4 separate regions of the Mus musculus genome follow, and regions 1, 2 and 3 are each linked to region 4. The links are chromatin contacts, called in public HiCAR-type maps. All regions are on one chromosome and are shown on one strand. The core of a region is the stretch at or near the end of the contact, and the rest is flanking DNA. Distances in the headings are between cores, read along the strand shown. Region 1 overlaps Nfia (nuclear factor I/A). Region 2 overlaps Patj (PATJ, crumbs cell polarity complex component). Region 3 overlaps Nfia (nuclear factor I/A). Region 4 has its middle 10 kb from the start of Gm34053.

Region 1 (3,445 bases), core at 762-3,261, 1.1 Mb before region 4:
TTCCTACACTCAACCTCAGTCTGGGCTGAAACCCAGACACCAGGCAGAGCAGGGGTCTGCAAGCTTGAATGTAGTGTCTGTGTCGGAAAGTGTGGTCTCAGAGGTGCAGAACTGTGGATGTCTTTTTACAGAGCAACTCATAAACTTCTTCTTTACAGGGACAGTGTAATATATACAGGAACGGTCAATGATAGTAAAAGCATCCTTTTTCTGGTGCTATGGAAAATGTCTTTGAAATTCATAAGCAGACGCTGAGTACAGGGGAAAAAAAGTGTCCTGAGAAATGCTGTTCACTCGTTCAGTTAGGCAAAGGGCTTTGTGGAGTCTTTCCTCTGTTATCTGAGAGGCACCATTGTAGACACTGTGCCTACCTTGGGGGACTCACAGTCGATGCTGGATAATACACACTTGGAATTCCAAAGTCATGATTTCTGAGACCCAAACTATGCTCCTGTAGGTGAACACTACAATGTAATTTCCTCCTTGGCTCTGAAGAACAGTAAACCTTAGTTTGGATCCCAAAGACGACTCAGAAGAAATTTTTCAATGGGGTATGAGGCAAAACAGTGATGGTCTCCCCCCATCGCCTACCCACTCATCTATCTCCCCTTTGAGCGCAGATCTTGGTGTCAGGCATCATGGTCCTTTTAGTTATCCTAAGACAAATAAGCTTTCTGCTACAGCTGCGAACCTAACAATCCAATAGACTCATCTAAATTCACATTGCAATTAGGTAAGTGATGAAGGCCCAAACCTTCAGGAACACTGGGTATCATTTTTACTACAGTATCCTCCCCACTAAATTTCTACTGGGCATAATATATAGGATAAAATAGCTAAGGAGACTGACTGTTGGTGTTCCTGACTGCCTCTAGATCTCTATCAACTACCTTCAAAATCAGGTGATTCAAATGTTCAGAAAATCAGGTTTCCTTAGAAAATATAATGGATTGTGAAAGACATGAAACCTAAGTAATTCATGAATTCCGTTTTTCTAAAAACATAGTTATTATTTAATATCATAACTAAATAAACAGTAATTTGGGAAATTATTTCTGAACTGTGCCCAACTGCTGCTTCAAAAAAATAAATAAATAAAGAAAGAAAGAAAGAAAGAAAGAAAGAAAGAAAGAAAAGAAAAGAAAAGAAAGAAACCACTGAATGCAAATTTCCATATTAAGACAGTTTCAGTACATCTCAGTGGACGGGGTGATACAACGGTGTTTTTCTTATCTTGCCATTAAATTGAGCACTGGGCTGGAGTGTGGCTCAGTAGTAGAGTGCCTGCCTAGCATTCGTAAGGCCCGCAGTCTGATTTCTATCACTGCACCCAAAGGGGAGGAAGGGAGTGAATTTTCTTTAGAAAGCTCTTAAAAGGCAATAGCTCTACATATACTCTGCTTCTTAACAATGGTGCAGTTCACTCAACCAGGGAAGCAGGGAGGTTATACTGATACCCATAAGCCACAAGTGTACAAACTTCCTTCCTAATACATCATGCTCCTGCAATCTATTTCCTGACTTGAAATTTATTGCTATAAATACAGAGAATGAAGAATGTGAAGTGGTGCCAACTCAGCCATCACTCTGGCTCCAATCCTTGGCTAAATTTATGCATTTCTCTGGTTTGTTTAAATGCCAAAGACTTAGGCACACTAGAAAGATATTACTCTTTTCTCTTTGGTGAAGAAGCCCCACCTGCCCACTGCATGCAGATGGAAGTACAAGAGAGCCAAGGGCAGAAAGATAAAAACGTGCACTCAGCTGATGAGAACAGCAGGCTTCAGATGCCCAGGCGGAAAGGCATGAACAGGGCTCATCGTTCAGTATCTTGTACCTTTCCAAAGCTGCAGCCATTTTTCTAACATTTGTGCAGTGGATTTTTTTCCTTTTTTTGTTTGTTCCTTTGTTTGTTGTCTTTGCCTTAGATTTTGCAGTGGTGGGTAATCAAGCCAGGGCAGTACGCATGCTAGGCAAGTAAGCCCAGCCGCAAATAGATTCAATAGAAGAAGGGCTAACGATGTAGCTTAGTAGCAGAGGGTTTGCCTAGCATGCAAAATGGCCTGGCTTTCATCCTGGACACAAAGAAGGTTTTCTGTTTCTGTTTTTGTTTTTAATTTTTTTGTTTTAATGTTAATGGAATGAAGTGTGATTCAGCACAAGAAATATAGAGACAAACGGGCCATACTATGAAGAGTCCATAAAGATAAACTCAGTACAAAGTGATCTTCAAGATCTAGGACCAAGTGAAGAGCCTTAGAGTAGACCTTAACGTATGTCTAAGAATCTTCCATCTTCTTACATTGTAAGTTAGTGATGGTAATGTGACCCTAAGGATAGATATTCAAGTTGGAGTCACTGAAAACAAGGAACTTTTCTCTGAATTCTGCAAGGCCATAACACAGCACATCTGAGTAGTTTCCTTATTTGTTAGCTACCATTGGGTAATGTGAACATTTTCTTTATAGCTCACACACCTTTCTTTGTAATCTTATTTCACTTAAGGAAAGCCACCTTTCCTATTTAAGTTGAGAAGACCCTGTTCTAAGAAACTCAAAACCATTACGGTCTCCCCTGTAATTCAGATATTCTTATTTTTAAATCAACTCATATTGCTTGGCTAACATCCGTTTCTATCCTATAATACACAAGTCTAGTATTTGGTGACTTTTGAAGTAGACATATTTTCATAATCATAAATGTCTAACAGTATTCTAACAAAACAAAACAAAAACCAAACAACAGCAAATAAACAAACACCACCTGGGGGGTAGTACATTAGGATGTTAATTATTTTCATATGGCAGAATATGGATGCCTTCTATTCCTTATATTTTGAATATCTGAATATCTACAATGATCTCAGTTGTTATCTTAAAGATTTCTTTTTTTATAGTATTAATTATGTGAATGTTTGTATGTTGATATGTGTGTGTTTGTGCACATGTACACAAGTGTCCTCGGAGACCAGGAGAGGGTGTTAGCGTCCCTGGAGCTAGAGTTTCAGACAGACAATTTCGAACCACTCAGTGTGGGGTTGGGAACTAATAATGTGGGTTCCCTGTAAGAGCAGCAAGCACTCTTAGCCATGGAATCTACCTTTCTAGCCCCTCTACATTTCATTTTAAGATTATAAAATTACCTATTCAAAGTTTACTCAAATGCTCTAATACATACCTCAAAGGCTATAAATCTTTATCTTTGCAGAAATTACATGGAAAATGAATTTGAAATCCTACAAAAATAAATAAATACTGCACAAAACTCGTTGGGGAAAAATGGCTGTATAGTCCTAGATGGTTATTGATGGCTCCCAAAATAGTTAATATGTTCACAAATAACACTATTGCTAAATGAATGGGTTTATGCTTCTAAAGTGAAACATGTAAATCCATTAGAAAATGTAACTTTTTCAAGTATTTATTTTCTCTGAAAAATTAACATT
Region 2 (3,559 bases), core at 274-2,773, 1.8 Mb before region 4:
TTCTAACCTCTATACACATGTGTGTATACATACACACACACACACACACACACACACACACTCAGCTGCAAACAATCTGTGTGGAAATTAGAGTACCAATCAATGGGATTGGTATTATAAGACATGATTGGGTAGACATTCCTGTAACCCCAACACTAGCAAGAGGTAGTGGCTAGAGGATTGTGAGTTTGGAGAGAGAGAGGGAGAGAGAGAGAGAGAGAGAGAGAGAGAGAGAGAGAGAGAGAGAGAGAGAGAGAGAGAGAGAGAGAGAGAGAGAGCCTCTACTATCTGAGGGTTACAGCAGTGAGGAGGCAGTCTGCTGACCAAGAAGGAGGCTTCCCCAGAGTCTAGTGCTATGATTTCAGGCTTCCCAGCCTATTGAACTGTGAGAAATATGTGTGTGTGTCAGTCACTTCAGCCACTTTGGCATTTGTTATAGCCACCCAAAGTGACAAAGACAATTGCTTGAACTAATTTCTATTCTTTGAAACTAGTTATTTCCATTTATGCACTTTCTTGTCATTCTAAATATCTACAATAACCTATATTCTCTTCAGTCTCAGAGTCTGAGGTGCTCAGACTTTGCCTTGGCACACAAACAGAAAAAGAAAGAGGGAACAGACTTTCTGCACAGAGGAGATTTCTATTAGATATTTTAAAAAAGGATTTATTTATTTATTATATTTAAGTACACTGTAGTTGTCTTCAGACACTCTAAAAGAGGAAGTCAGATCTCATTACGGATGGTTGTGAGCCACCATGTGGTTGCTGGGATTTGAACTCAGGACCTTTGGGAGAGTAGTCAGTACTCTAAACCGTTGAGCCATCTCTCCAGCCCCCTCTATTAGATATCATCATCATCATCATCATCATCATCATCATCATCATCATTGTACTGGGGTTTGAACCTAGGACCTCTGACATGCCAAATAGGTACTCTACCATTCAGTCATATCCCCAGCCAAATCTTTCTCTATGTATATCTCCTTACCTGCCTACCTCTGTCTGTCTGTCTATCATCTATTAATGTCTGTCTATCTATCTATCTATCTATCTATCTATCTATCTATCTATCTATCTATCTATCTATCAACTAGTAATTTATAGACAAGGCCTCACTATGTAGCCTAGGCTGGTTTTGCCAGTGTGATGCTCCTGCCTCAACCTCCTTAGCACTGAGATTTAAGGTGCTCATCACCACATGCCCAGTGCCATCTATGTGCCTGCCTAGCCATTCTGGTTTTCTGAGTTGCTTTTGGGTTCCTCAAGTTTTCAATGACAACTGGGGACTTCTGTGTCTTTCCAGATATTAATTTCTGTTTCAGCTCTTGACCCCTGGCCCCAGAAAAAGCAACAATAGGCATATCTGTGTGAGTTAATTTTCTTCCAGGCTCTGAAACTCAAATCCCATTTAGGAACAAATTACAGCAACTCTGGATTCCAAGGCCCCATACAACAGCCATGTCTGCATTTTCTAAGCTGGTGAGTCATACTGCAGGTTTCCAGGCCACCTGACTTCCCACTCAGGGTTTGCCTTCTGCCTCTGTAGAGAGAAAGAACAAACCCTCAGTATGAGGGCAAGCCTGACCGGGATGGGAGAACTGGTTGCAGTATTTGTAGTTTGCAGCCAAAGTCGAATTGGGGCTAATCCAATACAGATTTAGCAAAAGTAAATGGACAAAAATGCCTTCCTACTGCAGCAGAAACTTTCACTTTTAAAGTCTTTAATGAGATTTGTTTTAATCAAATTAATTATGCAAAACTATTAAAGAGATAAGCTTTTAACTACTCTTACTTTCCCCCAGTTCATTTGAACAGGAATGTAAATTGATGCTGAAAAGCAGCTCAATTAAATCTATTCAAATGACATATCAAATTGAAAGCAAAACTTAATTAACTTAAGCTAGGGTTGAAAATATTAATTATACAAAATTAACATTTAGTTTAAGTAACAGATTTGCCCAAGGTTTGAACATCGTCATAATTTATTACACTCAACAATCCCCTTCCCATTCTTTCTTCTGCAAAGAAAATTGGCATATTATACAAACTGTAAACTGTTATTAGAGAGCTGAACTGAACTCACACTACATGAGTGGCTGGTAATAAAATCAGAGCCCTCCCCTATCTGCACTTGGAAGTCCCTTCTGAATGTCATATTTTAAGGCATTAGAATCAATACTTTCACTTTCAAAATAACCTGAATACAAACCACATGGAAAAAAATCAACACATTATATTTATAACCATCAACCCTTTCATATTTTTTGGTGTTGAAGATCAAACACAGTACCTAGAATATGCTAGGCAAGTGCTCAGTCACCAAAGAACATTCCAGATCTTTTCAACTTTATTTTGAGATAGGGTCTTAATAGATTGCCTCAGATTACAGGTACACACTACCATACCCAGCTTTCAGTTAACTCCTGGATGAAAGGTTCCATGTCTATGGATTTATCCTAAAAAGGCTAAAAAACGGAGGCATCAACATGCCAGCACAGCTATACTTTTAGTCAAGAAGAAGTAGGAAAACTGCAGAGTCTCCTAATCTGTCATGGTGACAATGGAAAGGACTGAGGAAGGTGATGTGTATAGATGTGTGGTCATGAGATCAGCAGTGCTGAGTGGGAAACACAGCAGACATCATGGAACCACTTCTAGGTTTAAAGTGTCTGTTTGAGTTTAAAGAACTTGCTCTAGTGGTTGTGCTCTGTGGGGACAGTTTTCTGTATCAGTATTTTAAAACATTTTTGTCACATTTTATTTATTTTGTGTGTACAAACACATACATGTACATGTCTGTCATGACAGGAGTGTGAAGGCTTTAATGTAGTCCTCTCCCTCCGCCATGGACTCTGGAGACCAAGTTCAGGTCACTGAGTTTATGTGGCCAGAGCTTTCCCACTGACCATCTGCTGATGGTGTATGCCAGGGAGGCCAGGGAGGCCTGTGAGCACGGGTAGGGAGGTCGATGCAGGGCTGCAGGCTGGAAGTTAGTCTGGGCTACATTATGACATCTGTGTACAAAACCCAGGTTTGCAATAATCAGCAGATACTACAGAAAAAATAATCACATTCGTTTTTTCCTTAAAAAAAGGAAAGAAAAAGAAGAAAAGGCAAGATGGGTGTGTGTGGTTCCTGTTACCTCACACAGCTGGAGGGGCTAAGTAAACAGTGTAGTCTACCTCTTAACAAGAACTGTTATTAATTCTGAGGAAAAACTGCTTCCCCATTGAAGATACATCAGCAGCACTTTTGAGGTATGTGTCTTTTTGTGTTTGCACATGTTCACGTGCACTTGTGAGTACATGTGGTAGCCAGAGGTCAACCTGAGCTGTCTTTTCTTGAAGGACTCGATACCGTGTGTTGAATGATTTTGTTATTATTTGGTTGTCTGTGGTGTACGTGCGTGCGTGCGTGTGTGTGTGTGTGTGTGTGCATGTGTGTGTGTGTATGTGTGTGTGTGTGTGTGTGTGTGTGTGTGTGTGTATGAGTGCCACAAGTGCTAGAACCGTTGACTCCCTTGGAGCTGAAGTTATATGCAGTTGTGACTCGTGTG
Region 3 (3,558 bases), core at 163-2,662, 1.1 Mb before region 4:
GAAGAGAAACACCAAGACACTTACTGTGCACTGTGCTATTGACTCTAGTTCTACCTAGCTATTGGAAGATACCGTCCTGTTGTGGCTAACTCAAGAGACATCCCTCCTTTTGTGGAAAGGGAAATGGGCCTGAAGGAGAAGAAAAACACCAGACAGAGTAGAGTCTAATGACTGCAGTGCTAACTTTACTGGAGAGATTGTCAATATGGTAAAATTAGAAACCAAAATTAAAGTACATAAATGTGTAAATACATACATACATACATAACAAAGGTCCTTGTAGTATTCAGTGATTAAAAAAATAACAGAAAAGTTTCTTTCCATATTTATTACGTTTTTGGGGTCTGTTCTAGGTCCCACTGTTCTGAATAGCAGAGATAAAATTTTTCATAAGCACACAAACACTTCATAAATTGGTCCAAACCAAAGGCATTGGCCACCTGCCAACGTCGGTAGGTCTTGGAGGCACATTCAATGATAAACAGCAGTCCCCCTCCCACATGAGAGGATTCTGGCAGTTTCTGTCTGTTTGGAACTCTGTGCTAGGCTAATCTGGAAAATGTCAGAGTATTTTAAGGATGTGAAGAAGAGTTTTCAGGAGTGAGCATTAGAAATGTTCAAATTTGGAAAAGCAGATCAAAGGCAGGTACACAGACAGACAAGGGCCTGTGAAGATGAGCAACAATTCTTTGAGATGCTAAACAAAATGTATTCCCATGGTGACGTAACAGAACTGACTCCTTGAACGAGCCTCCGAATCACCTCAGCATTTTCAGTAAAGGCAATCAAAAACACTCACAAATACCTCCTTATTCTGATATTTCAAAACTCAATAAAGGCCCAGTTCTACATGGTGGCCTAAAATTAGGGAGTTTAGCGGGCTAAAGAAAGAGAAGGAAGTTTTTTGTTGGGCTATTTTTAATATCCTTTAAAGCGTCTCCAGTCCATTTTTTTTTAAGTTTTAAGTCATGGTTTGGAAAAAAGGGAAGGGGCCCCTGTGGGGCAAACTCAACTCCAAGGAGAGAATAAGGATTTCCTGGCATCTGGGGGAAACCACATGGCTTCCTTGTCACCAATACTATGACTGAAGACACAAGCACCACTACACCCATTTGGAAGACAGGAGACTAATGGGATGAGCCACCAGACTGCAAGAACCTAGGCCACGACATCACAAGATCCTCACCAAGATTTCCAAACTCAGCCACTGTCTGCACACCAGAAGCTGATGCACACCCAAACCTTCAGCATGTCCCCTGCCTAATTGAATTGGGGCCTGTAATGGGAGGAAGCTGTTTCTCAGAACTAGAGTAAGTGATGCTGCTGGGAAGAGGAGGCGGCCAACCAACCAGGCCTGAGACGTGCAGAATTGGTAGAGGAGTCACCCAGAATCTCCAGAAAGCAAATCCCACTGAGCACTTATCCATCCAGGTCACAGTGGAGCTGTATCATAGCAACCTGTGACTTGAAACACTACTATTCACTTGGTCATTAGTTTGTCCTGGTTCCTTTCACTTACCCGTATTTTTGATAGCCAAATCCTTAAAAGAAAAAGGGGACTCTGAGAATGTTGTCAAATTTCAATAATGCTCAAGGGAGGGGGTCACCAATCTCTTAATGGCTGGGCCCAACATTCTTTCTGAAGTTCCCCAGTAACAGATTAATGTAGCTAAGCATTGCCACACTGAGCTGAAGTACTAGGAAAACATGCCTGAAATTTACAAGTAGACTTCTCTTGCTTGCTTTTTTATAAAAAAAAATCCTCATTTTCATTGCCAACATCTTTCTTTTTAATTTATTATAGTGTCAAAACCCATGTCTGGTCCTGGAAAATTTTTGGCACAAACTTGGTTGTTTACTGTACCAGATCATTAAGGCTACCAAACCTCAATCACAAAACTACCAGAGGAGTTTAGTACTCACAGGAAAACAAAACACATGCATGACAGAGCTGGGAACAGCAATGAATTCAATCCAAGCTTTAGGTATCTGTGAGTGCCAGGTGAGCAAAAGACACTTGATGTCTGTGGTCTTCAATTCATATGTCTGGGTTCTGATACCTTACAGATTCTAATTCCAAAAAGCATATTCTCTAAAATCGAGATGTTCAGTAGGCACACACTTCTTCAGTTCCATCTAGAGATGTCCAAATGCTAGAGTTTACAACCTACCCTGAGACTACCACTCCCCTACTCCTATACATTTAAAATGAGTCATTCTTTTAAGGCATCAATAAAATGGGGTGAGATGTGTATGTGTGTCTATAAGCAAAGGACTGAGAAAGTAAAGACAAGGTACTTCACATCCCAATTCACAGCAGCCCGGTTTGGGAAAAGACCTGGTCTCCAAGCACGGGTTACACCTAGCACAATAGCAGCAGTCATAAATAGTAGTCATCTGGGGAATACCCAGTGTTCTAGTGCTAAGAATTCATTAGCTGAGGGGCTGGGGTGATGGTTCAGCTTTTACGAGAACATATTGCTCTTCCAGAGGCTGGAATTCAATTTTCTGCACATTTATCAGTAGTCATTTATATTTCCAGCTCTAGAGGGATCCAACTTCTCTGGCCTCTGTGGGCAACTGAACTCATGCGCATATGTCTCTATATAAACACATACTTATATATAATAAATATATATAAGTATATAAGACACATATATAACAAATATATATATGTGTATATATATATTACATATGGTAAAAGATACATCTTATTCTTTTAAAAGATTAGTTGGAAATACCATAGGAATGGAACTTGTTCTGATGTAAATAAAATCATGTAGCCCCTGAGACTGACCTCTGGGTTCACCTGCCTGGTACCAATCCCTTGGCCAGCGAAATGAGGAATAACTGTACTATACTCAAGTGACAGTATGAGAGTTAAATGAGATAACTATTGAAAACTTATGAGGCTTAGACTGCTGCTGTCTGCTACAAAGCACCACCATTCAATAATGCTATTATAGTTAGTTCATAGCATTCATTTCATTAAATTGATTGAATTAATATCACCATAATTAAAATTATACAGCACTGCAATCAGAAATAGCAATGTGTGGTATTTTCTCTTATCCTAAAATAGAAATGTGAGTTGAAGTGTCCAGAACACAAGATGTGTCCCAAGCCCTCTCCATCCATCAGCCAGTGTTTAGCCCATACCTGAGGCTTGGCACCCTAACACTATTAGCCTTTCTATCATTAGATAGTAAAGCACAGGATGTCTCTCCTGAACAGGAAATGGAGTGTACAGAACTAAGGTTTGGTGGTGATCTCACTGGCTTATGGATCTATTTATGTGACTACTGGAGTAACAACTAGTGGCTCTTCTTAGAGCCACACTTTGAAGCCAGCACTCTGCACCTGCCTCCCAGGTGCTTGTGCTGCCCAGGCAAAGAGAAGACAGGAGATACTGGATAAAGGTCAAACGTAGCTCATGCTTTAACTTCCAGGTTGGGAAGCTTAGCCTGCTTTGCCTTCTGTCTCCTCTGTGGTCTGAAGGCCCCTGACTGACCTCTATCTGGCCACTCTCCTCCTCAACCCCTCACCTTGCTACACTTT
Region 4 (3,444 bases), core at 223-2,722:
AAATGTGTATTTGGAATTAAGCACCTGATATCTTATTAAAGAGTTTGTGATGTGATGTTATCTGAATCTCCAATGCAAAGAGACAAAACTTGGAGGAAAATGAAAACTAAATGCTCCATCTAGGTGTCTATATTCATTCATGGACATATATTAATATTTATATGTAATATATCAAATATTCATACCTATATGTATGCATATGTATACATAAGGAAATATACAAGAATACTTATATGCAGTAATATACACAATGCACTTAGACTGAAGCCAAGTCGAGTTCAAATTTAGGCTCTGCAATGTACCAACAGGATAGCCTAGGTAAGATCCCCATTTTTCCAAGATCACTTGACTTAAGTTTATGATAAAATAGAAAATAATCAATTATGACAGTCAATGAAGCCATATACAATGCATTAAAGGGGCAACAGTTTTTGTCTTTAGCCTATACTTGTTTGTCACATTGTGGAGAAAAACTGTCCCACTCTCATATCCTTTTCTACCCACGGCATAGTCATAGTCCCCCAGCGGGAGAGAGCACTTAATGCTTATAAGGATATGTGGTATGATAAGGATATGTGGCATTGACTGTCCATATAAGAGAATCTACAATCACATTACAGATAAACTGATGGACATTTCTATGAGGGAGTTTCTAGTGTCAGCTATTTGAGATGAGAGGCTAGACATCTGCACTGAATAACAAGGCAAAACACCACTATGACCTGCATTCACATCTCTTTCCAGGCTGCTGATGAAATGGGGCCATCTGCCTCAACTCTTGTGGCCATGACACTATGTGTATCATAGAAGATACTATCCTCAAACTGATAGCCAAAATAAAACCTTTCTTCTTCCCTTAAGTTGCTTCAGTTTGGCTTTTTTTTTTTCACAGTAACATGAAAAGTAATATCCATATTGAACACATATCTGACCTTGTCTGGACGAGGGGACAATGGCACAATCTTAAAGAAAACACCTACCTTTGGTATTTTATTCTGCAAATTCTTGCTTCTCTGAGCTAAGAAGCTGTTCACTAAAACCAAATCTCAAAGAAGTCTGTTCTTTAGACTTGACCATACCCCTGGCATGAACTCAGTTTTAGGAAGATCAGAAATGTGATCTTTATTATTTATTGAGCAGGGACCAAGACATTGGTGGTATTAAAGAGCAAAGTCCAATCACTCAAGTGAATACAGAAATTATCTTAGGGAGTCTGATTGTCCTAGCAAGAATAATAGGGTTGTTAAGTGGGTCTCCTGCCTGGGAGATGCCAAGGGCACTAAGCACCAAAGAAAAAGAAACACTCAGTCACATGTGCTGGGCACACAAATAGAAAAGGTCTGTTATGCAGAAGCTACATGAGTCCCCATAGAAACATTGGCCCTCAGCCAACACAGCAATACTCAGTGAGAGTCCTTTGATCAGTATTTGAAATACTACAACAAATGCTTCACACTTCTGCATGCTAGTTCCTAGGTGCTAGGAATTCTAAATGGCCTGCAGTCCTCTGGACAGTCCATTAAAATGAAGAATGCCAGTACTGTCTTAACGGAAATAAAAAGGACTCACCCAGACAACAGAGACAACTATGCATCTTTATTTCCTTCTTTACCCAGTTTCTGAGGGCTTTCTTAGCAGAACCTTAATGAGAATTGATGCATCTGATAGTAAAGACATTTCATCTTATATATCCCAAAATATCCCACTGTGTATCTGGCTCATTCTCACCAAGATATCACTTCTCTAATTTTGTAGATTTTATTTTTCTCTCTTGAGAATATCAAGAAAAAAATCTTGAGGATAGTACTGTCTTGCCAGTCTCAGATGAGCAGGCTATCAAGGAGAATATTAGTTACCTCTTAAGGATGCTGTTGTCCAAAGAGCTTAAAGTACATCTCTCTTGGGAGATGACCATAGAGCTGCCTTTCTTTTGACCTTCAGAGCATGGAAGCCACACTAGGGTTCATGCCAATGTAGACGATCTCCCATCACTTCTCTGTTGAGTGACAATCACCTGCTGTCTAAGCAAGTGTTTCATGTGTTACTGTATTTCACAGACTCGGACATATTTTCCATAATTACTCCCCAGCAATATATAGAGTAGGGTGCCTGAGACTGAGATTTTAAATAAACAATTTTTTCTTACTTTAGCTTTAGTCCCAGTCATACAAAGCAACTTTGTTCTTTTCCTTCTGCAACTTTTCTCCACCCACGGAGGAAAAAAAATAAACCCTCTTCTGAATTAATACCCTAAGTGTTACATGTCAGTTTAGTTCTGAAGGTATATGTAAATCTCAGGTTATAATCACACTCTAATCGCCTCTTCCACTTCTTCTGAACTAGACAAGGTATATTTTCTTTGCATGTACTAGCAACTGGCAGAATACATGTATATATGTATGTTATGTATGCACATATACATACATACATACACATGTGTGTGTGTGTGTGTGTGTGTTAAATAGGTGAAAAAAGGGAATGAAGAAGGTAGGCATAGAGCATGGGCATAGTTCATGGAACTCTGTTTCAACTGGGCTATGCACACCCCATCTTCTAAGCATGCACTCAATAACCAAACTCCTTTACCTGCCTGCATTCTACACACATACCCCTTTTCTAACAATTCACCTAATAACCTTGTGCCCTACCTCCACTAGGCTATAAGTGCACTCATCTCTGAAAAATATAATAGGCTTTTTGGCTTTTTCTCCCCTACTAAAATTCAAACTTAGACAGTTTCTTCTCCAATATATTCCCAATGCATCCAAAGCCAACCAGCCTGAACTGATTTTAGGTAAATGTATAGTAAGACAAAACTGAGTCTTCATGTGAACTTTTAAGGGGACCCCTGCAGGAGTTTGCTCTGATGCTGCTTGTATATAAATGCTAAATTTTGTACCTTAAGATCTGGTTGCCCCCATTGAGGAGATCCTCAAGCACACCAAGTGATGCTAAGTAACATTGCTCCCCAAATTAAGTGGCGTTAAAGCCTATGATTAGACAATAAAAAGAGGTAGGCAAGTTTTCAGTTACCTGGCTTGGGTTGCAGGTAGAGAAAGGCGAAAGAAGAAAGGACAGAAAGAGAGAGGAGGAAGCTGCCATGATAGGAGATGGACCATGAGCACATGGCCATGAGAAACAGCAACTAACAAGGGACGTATGGTTAGGATGTTAGTTAGAATAGCTCCAAAATCTGTCTGATCTAGGCTTACAGTTTATAAATAAAATACGTGGACTGTGTGTCTTTTATATGGGTAAGCAAGAATTTATAATTCCATTTACAGACACCTCCCATTTACCATCTTATAGCTATGAATAATTGAGTATGCATATGATTATAATCAGGTGCATTATGGGAAGGACATGTACTATATAAAATGATAATCTGACCTCTTCTATCACACAAACTCATACTCTTGAATCTCATAAAAAGGAGTTAAAAAT

Evidence for each region. HiCAR-type assays count read pairs that join an accessible place to other places.
Region 1: a HiCAR-type map of astrocytes shows a contact between it and region 4, with 3 times the contacts expected there. The contact joins two enhancer-like sites. A contact is called at or near these places in 6 of 39 promoter capture datasets (embryonic stem cells, frontonasal cranial neural crest, hippocampal neurons and 3 more) and 1 of 115 datasets of contacts at active chromatin or transcription factors (astrocytes).
Region 2: a HiCAR-type map of astrocytes shows a contact between it and region 4, with 4 times the contacts expected there. The contact joins two enhancer-like sites. A contact is called at or near these places in 1 of 39 promoter capture datasets (stem cell-derived epiblast-like cells) and 1 of 115 datasets of contacts at active chromatin or transcription factors (astrocytes).
Region 3: a HiCAR-type map of astrocytes shows a contact between it and region 4, with 3 times the contacts expected there. The contact joins two enhancer-like sites. A contact is called at or near these places in 4 of 39 promoter capture datasets (frontonasal cranial neural crest, hippocampal neurons, pre-B cells and 1 more) and 1 of 115 datasets of contacts at active chromatin or transcription factors (astrocytes).

What each region holds. Positions count from the first base shown.
Region 1 is chr4:97,892,652-97,896,096 of GRCm38.p6, reverse strand. All of the region lies in intron 2 of Nfia (nuclear factor I/A), which reads right to left. Among named protein-coding and RNA genes, the nearest start is that of Gm19417, 25 kb to the right of the region's middle. Within about 2 kb of position 2,011, at least 31 of the 459 cell types and tissues checked have an H3K27ac peak or open chromatin away from gene starts, as enhancers often do. A contact at or near this core is called in astrocytes, where this site is marked.
Region 2 is chr4:98,585,850-98,589,408 of GRCm38.p6, reverse strand. The region is part of intron 28 of Patj (PATJ, crumbs cell polarity complex component); the gene reads right to left. Gm40210 (a long non-coding RNA gene) reads right to left here. Exons shown (of 2, transcript XR_867949.2): 2 at 1,400-3,559. Among named protein-coding and RNA genes, the nearest start is that of Gm40210, 8.1 kb to the right of the region's middle. Within about 2 kb of position 1,523, at least 11 of the 459 cell types and tissues checked have an H3K27ac peak or open chromatin away from gene starts, as enhancers often do. A contact at or near this core is called in astrocytes, where this site is marked.
Region 3 is chr4:97,873,010-97,876,567 of GRCm38.p6, reverse strand. The region is part of intron 2 of Nfia (nuclear factor I/A); the gene reads right to left. Among named protein-coding and RNA genes, the nearest start is that of Gm19417, 5.8 kb to the right of the region's middle. Within about 2 kb of position 1,412, at least 13 of the 459 cell types and tissues checked have an H3K27ac peak or open chromatin away from gene starts, as enhancers often do. A contact at or near this core is called in astrocytes, where this site is marked.
Region 4 is chr4:96,795,724-96,799,167 of GRCm38.p6, reverse strand. No RefSeq gene overlaps it. Among named protein-coding and RNA genes, the nearest start is that of Gm34053, 10 kb to the right of the region's middle. Within about 2 kb of position 1,472, at least 16 of the 459 cell types and tissues checked have an H3K27ac peak or open chromatin away from gene starts, as enhancers often do. A contact at or near this core is called in astrocytes, where this site is marked.